Linked DNA regions of Mus musculus: regions 2 and 3 are each linked to region 1. The links are chromatin contacts, called in public Hi-C and HiChIP or PLAC-seq maps. All regions are on one chromosome and are shown on one strand. Each heading gives the region's core, a stretch centred on a gene start, on an enhancer-like site or on the middle of the called end of the contact. The rest is flanking DNA. Distances are from core to core; before and after follow the strand shown.

What was found. A called contact is a pair of places that touch in the nucleus more often than the background predicts. HiChIP or PLAC-seq counts read pairs in DNA pulled down with a chosen protein or histone mark.
Region 2: a contact with region 1 is called in a Hi-C map of B cells, with 34 read pairs. The contact joins the enhancer-like site here to the promoter of Cacna1e in region 1. A contact is called at or near these places in 2 of 39 promoter capture datasets (hippocampal neurons and stem cell-derived epiblast-like cells), 1 of 15 datasets of contacts at CTCF or cohesin (large pre-B cells), 8 of 484 Hi-C or Micro-C datasets (B cells, cerebellum, embryonic stem cells and 2 more), 6 of 115 datasets of contacts at active chromatin or transcription factors (astrocytes, embryonic stem cells, oligodendrocyte precursor cells and 1 more) and 1 of 9 other capture datasets (embryonic stem cells).
Region 3: an H3K4me3 HiChIP or PLAC-seq map of forebrain shows a contact between it and region 1, with 8 times the contacts expected there. The contact joins the promoter of 4930452N14Rik here to the promoter of Cacna1e in region 1. A contact is called at or near these places in 6 of 39 promoter capture datasets (the 3T3-L1 cell line, the HPC-7 cell line, hippocampal neurons and 2 more), 2 of 15 datasets of contacts at CTCF or cohesin (large pre-B cells and stem cell-derived epiblast-like cells), 9 of 484 Hi-C or Micro-C datasets (the BV-2 cell line, bone marrow-derived macrophages, cerebral cortex and 4 more), 17 of 115 datasets of contacts at active chromatin or transcription factors (embryonic basal ganglia, embryonic fibroblasts, embryonic forebrain and 8 more) and 1 of 9 other capture datasets (adipose tissue).

What each region holds. Positions count from the first base shown.
Region 1 is chr1:154,724,227-154,727,283 of GRCm38.p6, reverse strand. It overlaps Cacna1e (calcium channel, voltage-dependent, R type, alpha 1E subunit), which reads left to right and starts at 1,364. Exons shown (of 47, transcript NM_009782.3): 1 at 1,364-1,633. The coding sequence starts at 1,365.
Region 2 is chr1:155,004,821-155,007,700 of GRCm38.p6, reverse strand. No RefSeq gene overlaps it. Among named protein-coding and RNA genes, the nearest start is that of Gm51650, 7.4 kb to the right of the region's middle. Within about 2 kb of position 1,405, at least 40 of the 459 cell types and tissues checked have an H3K27ac peak or open chromatin away from gene starts, as enhancers often do. A contact at or near this core is called in B cells and hippocampal neurons, where this site is marked.
Region 3 is chr1:154,255,381-154,258,189 of GRCm38.p6, reverse strand. It overlaps 4930452N14Rik (RIKEN cDNA 4930452N14 gene), which reads left to right and starts at 1,284. Exons shown (of 4, transcript NR_040629.1): 1 at 1,284-1,587; 2 at 2,078-2,150. It overlaps 4930532M18Rik (RIKEN cDNA 4930532M18 gene), which reads right to left and starts at 2,501. Exons shown (of 3, transcript NR_108050.1): 1 at 2,429-2,501.

The sequences.
Region 1 (3,057 bases), core at 115-2,614:
CGAGCAGAACCCTATGCAGAGTATGGAAAGAGGCACAGCCCTGAGTACCCTTCCTAGGACCAAAGAGAGTGTTCCTGGACAGGTCTTTGATCTGTTGCAGAGAGTCTGCAGGCATCACCAGCTTCAGTGGGCCTCTCTTTTCCATCTCCTGAGGGAACCGCGACTCTTCCTTGGACCCTTGCCTAGGTAGCCTTCAGTCAAACGAATTCACAAGCCAAACCAGCCTCACCACGCTGGACTCTGAGAGCCCCGCCCCCGCGTCTCTCTCGGATCCTTGGCCACCTTGCTGCGCTGCTGCGCTGTGCTCCTCAACCTGCCCTTAAGCATCGTCTCTGCTCTCTGTAGCCAGGAAGGCCGGGAGGAGAAAGAGCTGGTCTTTGGTGAGGAAGTTCGGTATGTGGATTAAGTCCTATGCCCTGCCATCACTAGCTAGGCTGACTGCAACCTGTTCCTCACTGCGACCGCCCGCCCGCTCGCTCGCTCGCTCTCCCACCCTCTTCCCGGCGCAGCCGCGGATCGCTGTTGCATGCTGATCCTGGGAGGCGGCGGCGGCGGCGGCAGCGGCGAGCGCTCTGGGCGGATGCTGGCACTTGGGCTTCGCTGCTCTCTGGTTGCTGCTCAACTTCTACCCCAAAAGCAGGAGCTGTGAAGTCATTTGCCCCTCTCCGGCTGGTTCGACTTCTCATCTTCATTTTTCGGGCGATGCGGTTTACGCAGGAACCTTAGTACCGCTCTCCCCCCCACCTCCATCTCCCTCTCTCCAACCTTTGGATGCATCTCCGCTGGCAGATTTAAAGAGCCAAGTCTTGGCTGTGGAATTTCTTAGATGGACTTGCAGGGGCTGGCGTTCTAAAGCATGTCACCGTAGCTGGCCCTTGTCTTTTTTTCTTTTCATTTTTTTCAAAGTTCTTTTGTTTTCATTTCCTTCTTCCTCTCTACCCCTCACCCCGACCAATAAATCAGCAAACTGTTACCTAGCGGACCAGTGCCTGCCTTTCTCTCAGCCAGGTGGTACGTGTGCCAGAAGAGGAGCTATGTTTGAGGACCGACCTTCTCCACCCCTCTCCGGTCCCTGAACACCACCCCACGCTGGCATTTTGGGGGAAAATATTCCCTCTAGAAGCCCTACCCCCTTCTTCTTCTTCTTCTTCTTTTTTTTTCTTGAGGAATGGAGCTTCGCAGAGGTTGCCTTTAGATTCAACAGTTCAGAGCAGGGCTGAAGAGCCTGCAGGGGTCCCCAGAGGCGGTGGTCCCTGCGCCTGTGTGGATAAGGCTCTGAGCCTGCCTGTGTCTTTTCTGCCTCTTGTTGTGTGCGGGTGTTCGGCGATCACCTTTGTGTGTCTTCTGTCTGTTTAAACTTCAGGATGGCTCGCTTCGGGGAGGCGGTGGTCGTTGGCAGGCCAGGCTCAGGCGATGGAGACTCGGACCAGAGCAGGAACCGACAAGGAACCCCCGTCCCGGCCTCGGGGCCGGCGGCCGCCTACAAGCAGTCAAAAGCGCAGAGGGCGCGGACTATGGCTTTGTACAACCCCATACCAGTCCGGCAGAACTGTTTCACGGTCAACAGATCCCTGTTCATCTTCGGAGAAGATAACATTGTCAGGAAATACGCCAAGAAGCTCATCGATTGGCCATATCCTTTCTTACCCACCATGACTTCCCTCTCCCCCTTTGCATTCCATCGGGTGAGGGGGGGCACCTAGCATGGAATCTATTCCCCACCCCTTCCTGGTGCCAAAATTTGCCCCTTTGCTCAAGTGCACCCTACCTTGTTGCATTCACGGGGCAAGCCTGATGCCCCGGAGACCTATTTGGGCAGTAGTGGTTTTCAAGGTAAGACTTTTGGTTTTGGGGATTATTTTCCATGTGGAAATCTCTAAGTGTACTTAGGTGCCTGGTGTGGAGACATCTGCCTCTTTCTGGGCTTTGTCTGTTTCTTGGCCACCCCCAAAGTCCTAACCCTTTCAGAAGCTGCACTCCATGTGGTTTGGCTTACCTCAAATCTCAAGGATTCTTTCATAATCAGTTCTCTCTTTTCCACCACTTAAGCCAGTCCCTCTGCTCCCATTCCTACCAGCTGGGAAGACACTTGCACTGTCTGCCAGCAGAGAAGTTGAGGTTCTGGGAGGGATTTGCCAGATGAGAAGCTCCAAAGAGTAGACCCATGTATACAAGAAGACAAATGAGTACTTATGAAAAAGGCGTTGGGCTAGGGACTCAGCTAACTCTGGAGACCAACTTTAAGTTCTACTGAAAGTGAATGCCTGTCAGGGGAGATGATCATGTCACCACCAGCCCAAAGAGCTCAAAGTTGGAGTTCTTTCTTCAGGCAAGGAGGTGTGTTCTTCCTTTCTTGGTCCTGGGTTGTTACTCTTGCTTCTTAATGTTTGCCATACCTGGCTGCTCTCCCAGTATACTGAACCATAGATCTACTGGGCCTGAACCCATCAGCTGAGGGTCAGAGGTGTGCAAACAATTTCTCTCTAAAGCCAAGGGTGTTGCTCTTTACAAGGAGTGGGTAGGTCATCTATGGAGGTGATGGTTTGGGAGTAAAAGGCTAGGATGGAAGAAACATCTTTGCAGGTTTTACCAAGCGCACTGAATGCAGGCTGCTGATCAGGCAGCTTCCTGCCTGCTCTGCACTAAGAATTTGCATGCCTGTCAAGGCCATTAGGAGTTGAGGTTGGTAGGGTGTTTCAGGGGATTACAGGAGGCAAGCCAATGTTTTGAGGCTAGATGTGGGGGGTCCTCTTGGGGACAGGGACTTTGGTGCCTCTGGAGACATGGTTCTTGGGAAGAATACACCTGCAAAAGAGACTCCTCCTCTTTGCCCCATGCTCCCTCCCCCAACCCTCCTCTCAGGTGTGCAGCAGTGAGAAAGCTGAGGCTGGGGTGGGGGGGGGATGGGGTTCAAGTATTAGTTTGCAAGGCATCTTGCTTCCCCCCAGGGCCTGAACATCCCCTGCAGCCCCCAACCTCTAGTTTTTGGCCTTCTCTCCCCCACCCCTCCAGTTCCCTGCCTCAGCTGCTTTGGGATTGGCTGGTGCATGGTGCTTC
Region 2 (2,880 bases), core at 156-2,655, 280 kb before region 1:
TCATAGTCAGGGCCTGGGGATGATGCTCTCTAAATGCACTGGTACTCGCTTGGACCCCACGGGCTTGCTACCCTGCTTTCCACTTCTTTTTGCGTATGTGAAGCAAGCTACTTATAAGAAGGAAGGGGTTATTTAAGCTCATGGTCTCTGAGGTGTAAGTCTACTGTCACTAGATGCCATCATTTTGGGCCTGTAGGGAGGCAGAACATGGTGTGTGTGTGTGTGTGTGTGTGTGTGTGTGTGTGTTGGGGAGTATGGTTGTATGGTTGAGCAAAACTATTTAATTCATGGCATCTGGAGAAAGGGGGAGGGAAGGAGAGAGGGAGAAAGAGAGGGGTGGAGATTATGACTGGATATGACTGTTGTCATGCCTTGCAAGGTATAACCCCCATGACCTCACTCCCTTCCGCTGGGTCCCACCTCCTAAGGACTTTTACCACCTCCTGGTCCTGTCCCTCACTGGCAATGAAGTTTTCAACTCATGCCTTCGGGGGACATTTAAGATTCATAAAATTGTAACCACATGGTTGCTAAGGTTATTATGAAGCAGAAAATTTGAATAATGATTGTTTTGTTCTCCAGCCCTTTGAGGCTTACATCCCTGCTGGGAAGGAAGCTGAGCAGATTTTCAGTTTTCTCTCCTCTACCCCGCCTCCTGCAGCCCCCCTCCCCGACTGCAGAATGGAACCCCAAGACTGACTGCACCATACACAATGAATCTTGGGTGCTTTTCCCCATGGGTGTAAGAGAGCCAGGGCTACATCATAGGAGAAGGAGCCACACACCCAGGCAAGATATTCTTCTAGGGAAGGGTACTTTGGAGTTAGGCGTGTCCAACCCATAGAGAGAAAAAGAGCCTGTACACGGCTCTGTACAGGGGTTTCCAAGCTTACTCGTTCCTGGAGTTTTCTTTTCCTACAGGCCGCCAGGGTGCGCCTGGTGCCTCCGGCCTCTGCGGCCGGTTCCTCATGTTGCCACTGGGTGGTGCTGTGTCCCGCGTGTACAATGCTGTTTCAGACCAAGTGGCTAACCTAGTCCTCAGCAAATCTGTGTGTTCTGGAAGCTACCGGGGCCATGGCTACCGGGGCTTACAGCCCAGAGCTGGAGTAGAGATGGTGTTCATGTAAGAGAGCAGCCTTAGAGAGAGGAGCCTTCATTCCATACAAAGTTCTGCAGGGTTTTCTGGGGAGGCCCTTGGTTTCTGACTTGGCTTTGCACCCAGGCTAAACAGAACCCGAGTTCTGGTGTTTTTAGGCGTTAGTTACCCACGTATTGGTGAATTCCAAGCTACCAGTGAGCAGAGATATACAGAGGAGACAGCGTGAGTCTCTCTAGCTAATGTGACCACGGAGATGAGTGGTTAATTCTCGCAACCTCGATTTCCTTTCCTACAAAATGGGCTAAGGCATTACTCGGAAAGTACCCGGAAAGTAAGAGGAAGTAACTTGATCTCACCTACCCCTTAAAATGGCTCTGCTTGTTCTAAAGATCTGGTTTCATGTCAGCTTTCCCAGTGAACTACAAAGTCTGTGAAAGCAGAGACTACACATCCCACGGCCATCTTTGTATTTCTAGTGTCTGGCACAGGGCCTGGCACATAGTATATGCTCAATAAACATGTCAACATCAAACTGAGAGCTATGTGAGCAGATCACGTGGTGGGGATTGCTTATGCATGATAACAGCTGTGCAGAGACCCTTCCCTTGGGTTTACATCTGGGCTCTTGGGCTCCTTCTGTGACTCTGGGTGAGCCATACATCTCTCCTCCTGAGCTTTCTCTGAACCATGGAGGGTTAACTTGTTGATTCTTGCATGGATCCTTCCAGAGATGAGGCATATTTCATCTTTTCAAAATGCTGTGGTCGTGGACTGTCGTATCCTGGGCTGGTTTTCAGAAGGAGTGGTGTGGTTGTGTTCCTTGGGCTACCCAAGTGCTGCTGCCCAGGCTTATGAACTTAAGTTTGTATCACTAGAGGCTGGTGGGGTAGGGGCTGAGACACGGGCATCAAGATCTCCTTGGCTCCTCCCCAACTTGTTCTAAGTCTTTAGAGCAGAATAGAGGACATGCCAAGGTTGCCACACCAAATGTAAAAGTGATGCCTACACATGGGAAAAGGAGTCTCTCTGGCTTTCTCCCGACAGAACATCAAATCCACCATGGTCCTGCCAACCCTAGCTCTGAGGCTGCCTCCCTGTGTGCTTCCAATAGCATAAGCCGTGCCCTCCCCCCAATCTCCTGTGTCCCCTGACACCTCAGCTGCTGCCAGCAACCCCCAGCTTGGCACTGCATGCTGCTGCCCACCAGTGGTGGCTTCCTTGTCTCCTGGCTTCCTTCTAGCTGCTTCTGTCTGCAGGGGGGTAGGGAGGGGTGTGTACGTCTGAAGTGTGGGGCTGGCCTCCCAGTGAGCAGGGGAGAGAGCTGCCTCAGGTTGTCTGATCACTGCAGGGGCTAAGCCCTTACCTCCTTCCACCACCCTAGCCCTCTCACCCCCCCCCCATCTGCTCACAGAGGATGTGGCTTCATTCTCCTTCTCTGGGAGTGGGTCTGGAGTATCATGCAGCTCCAAGTCCCAAGGCTTTCTCCTTCCAAGCAGCCCTTTGGGAAGGGTCTGTGTGAGGCATCTATCACCTTTCCATCTCCGGACACTGTGTCCATTCCAGTGCTTAGCTTGTCTTGCTGAGACCACCCTTCTTGCTGATTGACTGTGCCCACTCCTCTTCTGTTACCTCTGATTCTTTTTGCCAGTTCTTACCTGGGCTACTGCTATGACTTGCTAACAGGGGTCTGATTGCTCCCTTGACACCTTCTGCATTTGAGCATATTCTCTAATGTAAGTCTACTCAGGTCTCCCTCCTTTTCTCTGTCTCTATTCTTTCTC
Region 3 (2,809 bases), core at 35-2,534, 470 kb after region 1:
ACAGCAAGGCTGATGGGCTCCAATCCAGAAGGGCCAGTAGGTCAAAGGTCAGTGAGCACGCCACTTCCTCTTGACACTTCCATTTCCTCGTGTATAAATGTGAGAGGTCTGGAATGGATCTGCCCATCCCAGAGTGATGCGCAGAGGTCTATTGAGGTAACAACTCAACTTGGTCTCCTTTGTTCATCCAAAAGGCTCAGTGGCATTTTAAAGACTCAAATGCTAAGGAAAGTGAGATTATGGAATTTCCAGAAAAATGGGTACATCTGTAAACTATTATAAGTGAGGTGATCCAGACTCAGGAAGGCATAGTCTTTAATATGTAAATCCTAGCCTTCAGTGTTTGTATGTATGTAAACAGGGGGTGGGGGGGCTAGGTGTGAGTAGGCATAGGCTATGAACCTAGACCATGGGAGGGGGGACAAGAGGCATTGAGGAAGATGGTAAGACAAAGGGACTAGTGATATGAAAACAGACAGAGGTACTAGGGGTGGGAAGAGTACAGCGGGATAATGGCTAGGAGGAGGAAGAAGGCTACACAACAAACATTGTTTTCTTTGGGAAATGCCACAAGGAAACCTAATATTTTGTATTTTAAATAAGAAAAATAAAAATTTAAAGGTCTATAGTTTTTTTGTAATTAAAAATAATAATAACCACAGAACACTGGCGATCACCTCGTTCTTCAAACTCTATTGCTCATGAAACAGGCTTGCATCTGTATCTCTGTCCTGATAACCTTTTAACCTACATGCCACTGGATCCTAATGCTCTCTGGGCTCAGGTTTGAAAATGAGCCCCTGAACTAGATGTCTATATGAACAACCTTGTGAGCTACTGCCAACTCCAGATTCAACTCAGTTCTGCCACAAGAGAGCTTACATCTTTCAGGTGCCATGAAGAACAAGGACCCTGCCTTCCAACTGTTCCCAGTCATGGTCTACACTGATCTTCCTGATAGAAAAGCAGGTGGTCCAGTGAGCTGACGGCATCTCCATAATGCGAAGGGGGAGCTCCAAAGGTTGGTGCTTGCTTCCGTCTGGCTCACTGCCCCACAAAGAGCTCATCTTCTGTCCCCAGTTGTCGACTTTGAAATACCGTGTATCAAAAATATGTGACTCTATGATGAAATATTGAAAGGAAGCTGTCTGTTGTTTTCGCAACAGATCCCCTGCATACTGAACCGCAGGAGCTCTATTCCGGTTCTGGGGAGGGCTAGAAGGAAGCGGGATATTATGGGGTAAGACAATGGTTGTCACGGATCCTGCAAATAAGCGTCAGGAGCTCCTGCCTGTGATTGGCAAGTCTGAAATCGTTTCGGTGGGGAAACGTATCGCATCAAGAACAGGAAGATTCTTGTTTGGTGCCAGAGCAGCTTGAAATCTGGTCCAGAATATTTTATCAAAAAGAAAAAAAAAAAAAAAAAAAAAAAGCTCTGACTTGGGATTCTCTCTTCTGAGCAAGACAATTGCAATCTGCTTCAAGCTTTAGAGCTAATGGTACCACCCACTGAGTCTCCTTTTGGACCTATGAATAGGGACAATTCTCACAGTTTTAAAGTGGCCCCATCATGTCAAGCTACTAGAGGTATGATCTGGAGGGCAGGAGCAGCAGGGGGGAAGAGCTGGCAGAAACCCGGGATGTTTCCGGAGGTGACAGGTAGCTCACTCATTGCATGCTAAAGACCTCCAAAGCAACAGTCCACTCTAATAAGGAAGACTGTGTTCCCATGCTCTTCTTGATGGGAAGAACAGTAAATGGAAATCCAAAATAATGAAACAGAGATGTGGGATGGGAGGGAGGAGAAGTTGGCCACTGAGCAATGAGACCAAAGGACGATGAAAGGAGGCACAGGTAAAAGAGAGACAATGTCAAAGTGGAAATGGATTCAATTTCAAGTCTAGGGAAATCAAATACCCACTCTCCCAGTCTCCATATGTATAGCAGCAGACAGGAGAGAACATTGTTCCCTAAAAAAGAGAGTGGGATGTTAGTAAGAGAAGTGGGAGAGAGAGAATAGTTATTACATGACTTCATTTTCCTAAAGTAACTAACCATTTGAAAGCTTGCCCTGCAGGCAGCTGGGCCACACCCTCCTGGGAGGGACTTCTGAATTCCCAATGGCTGTTTTCATCTGACTTTTGGAAAGTGTAAGTTAGGTGGGCTGCCTCAACCACTAAACCTATGATAGTCTGGGATCTTTGGGAATAAAAGGGGAGGGGAGCCATGAGGTAGGGCCAGCTTCTTTTGTTGGGGCCCATGAGAAGATATTGGGGTCTCCTAGGGATTTGGGCTTCAGAGTGCCAGGTAAGCCCTGCAGATACTCGGTCTTAACTCCTTTTGGACCTTATCTCTTTCATACTCCTCTCTCTCTCTCTCTCTTTCTCTCTCTCTCTCTCTCTCTCTCTCTCTCTCTGCCCTTTCTTACTTAGTTGGGCAATCAACACCCTCCTCCCATCTTCCTTGTTCTTCCCCTGTGGCCACTTTCTCGTTGTCACAATGGGAGTGTAGCCCAGGTCATAAGCAGTTGTCTTTAGAGAGTACTTTTTGTCTTGCTCTATAGTCAACCATGCAGGCTTCTGACCTTACACACACCAATGTCCTGTTTCCTTCCTTCCTTCCTTCCTTCCTTCCTTCCTTCCTTCCTTCCTTCCTTCCTTCCTCCCTCCCTCCCTCCCTCCCTGCCTGCCTGCCTGCCTGCCTTCCTTCCTTCCTTCCTTCCTTCCTTCCTTCCTTCCTTCCTTCCTTCCTTCCTTCCTTCCTTCCTCTCTGTTCATTTGTATGACTGATTGCTAGAGAAAGACCTAGC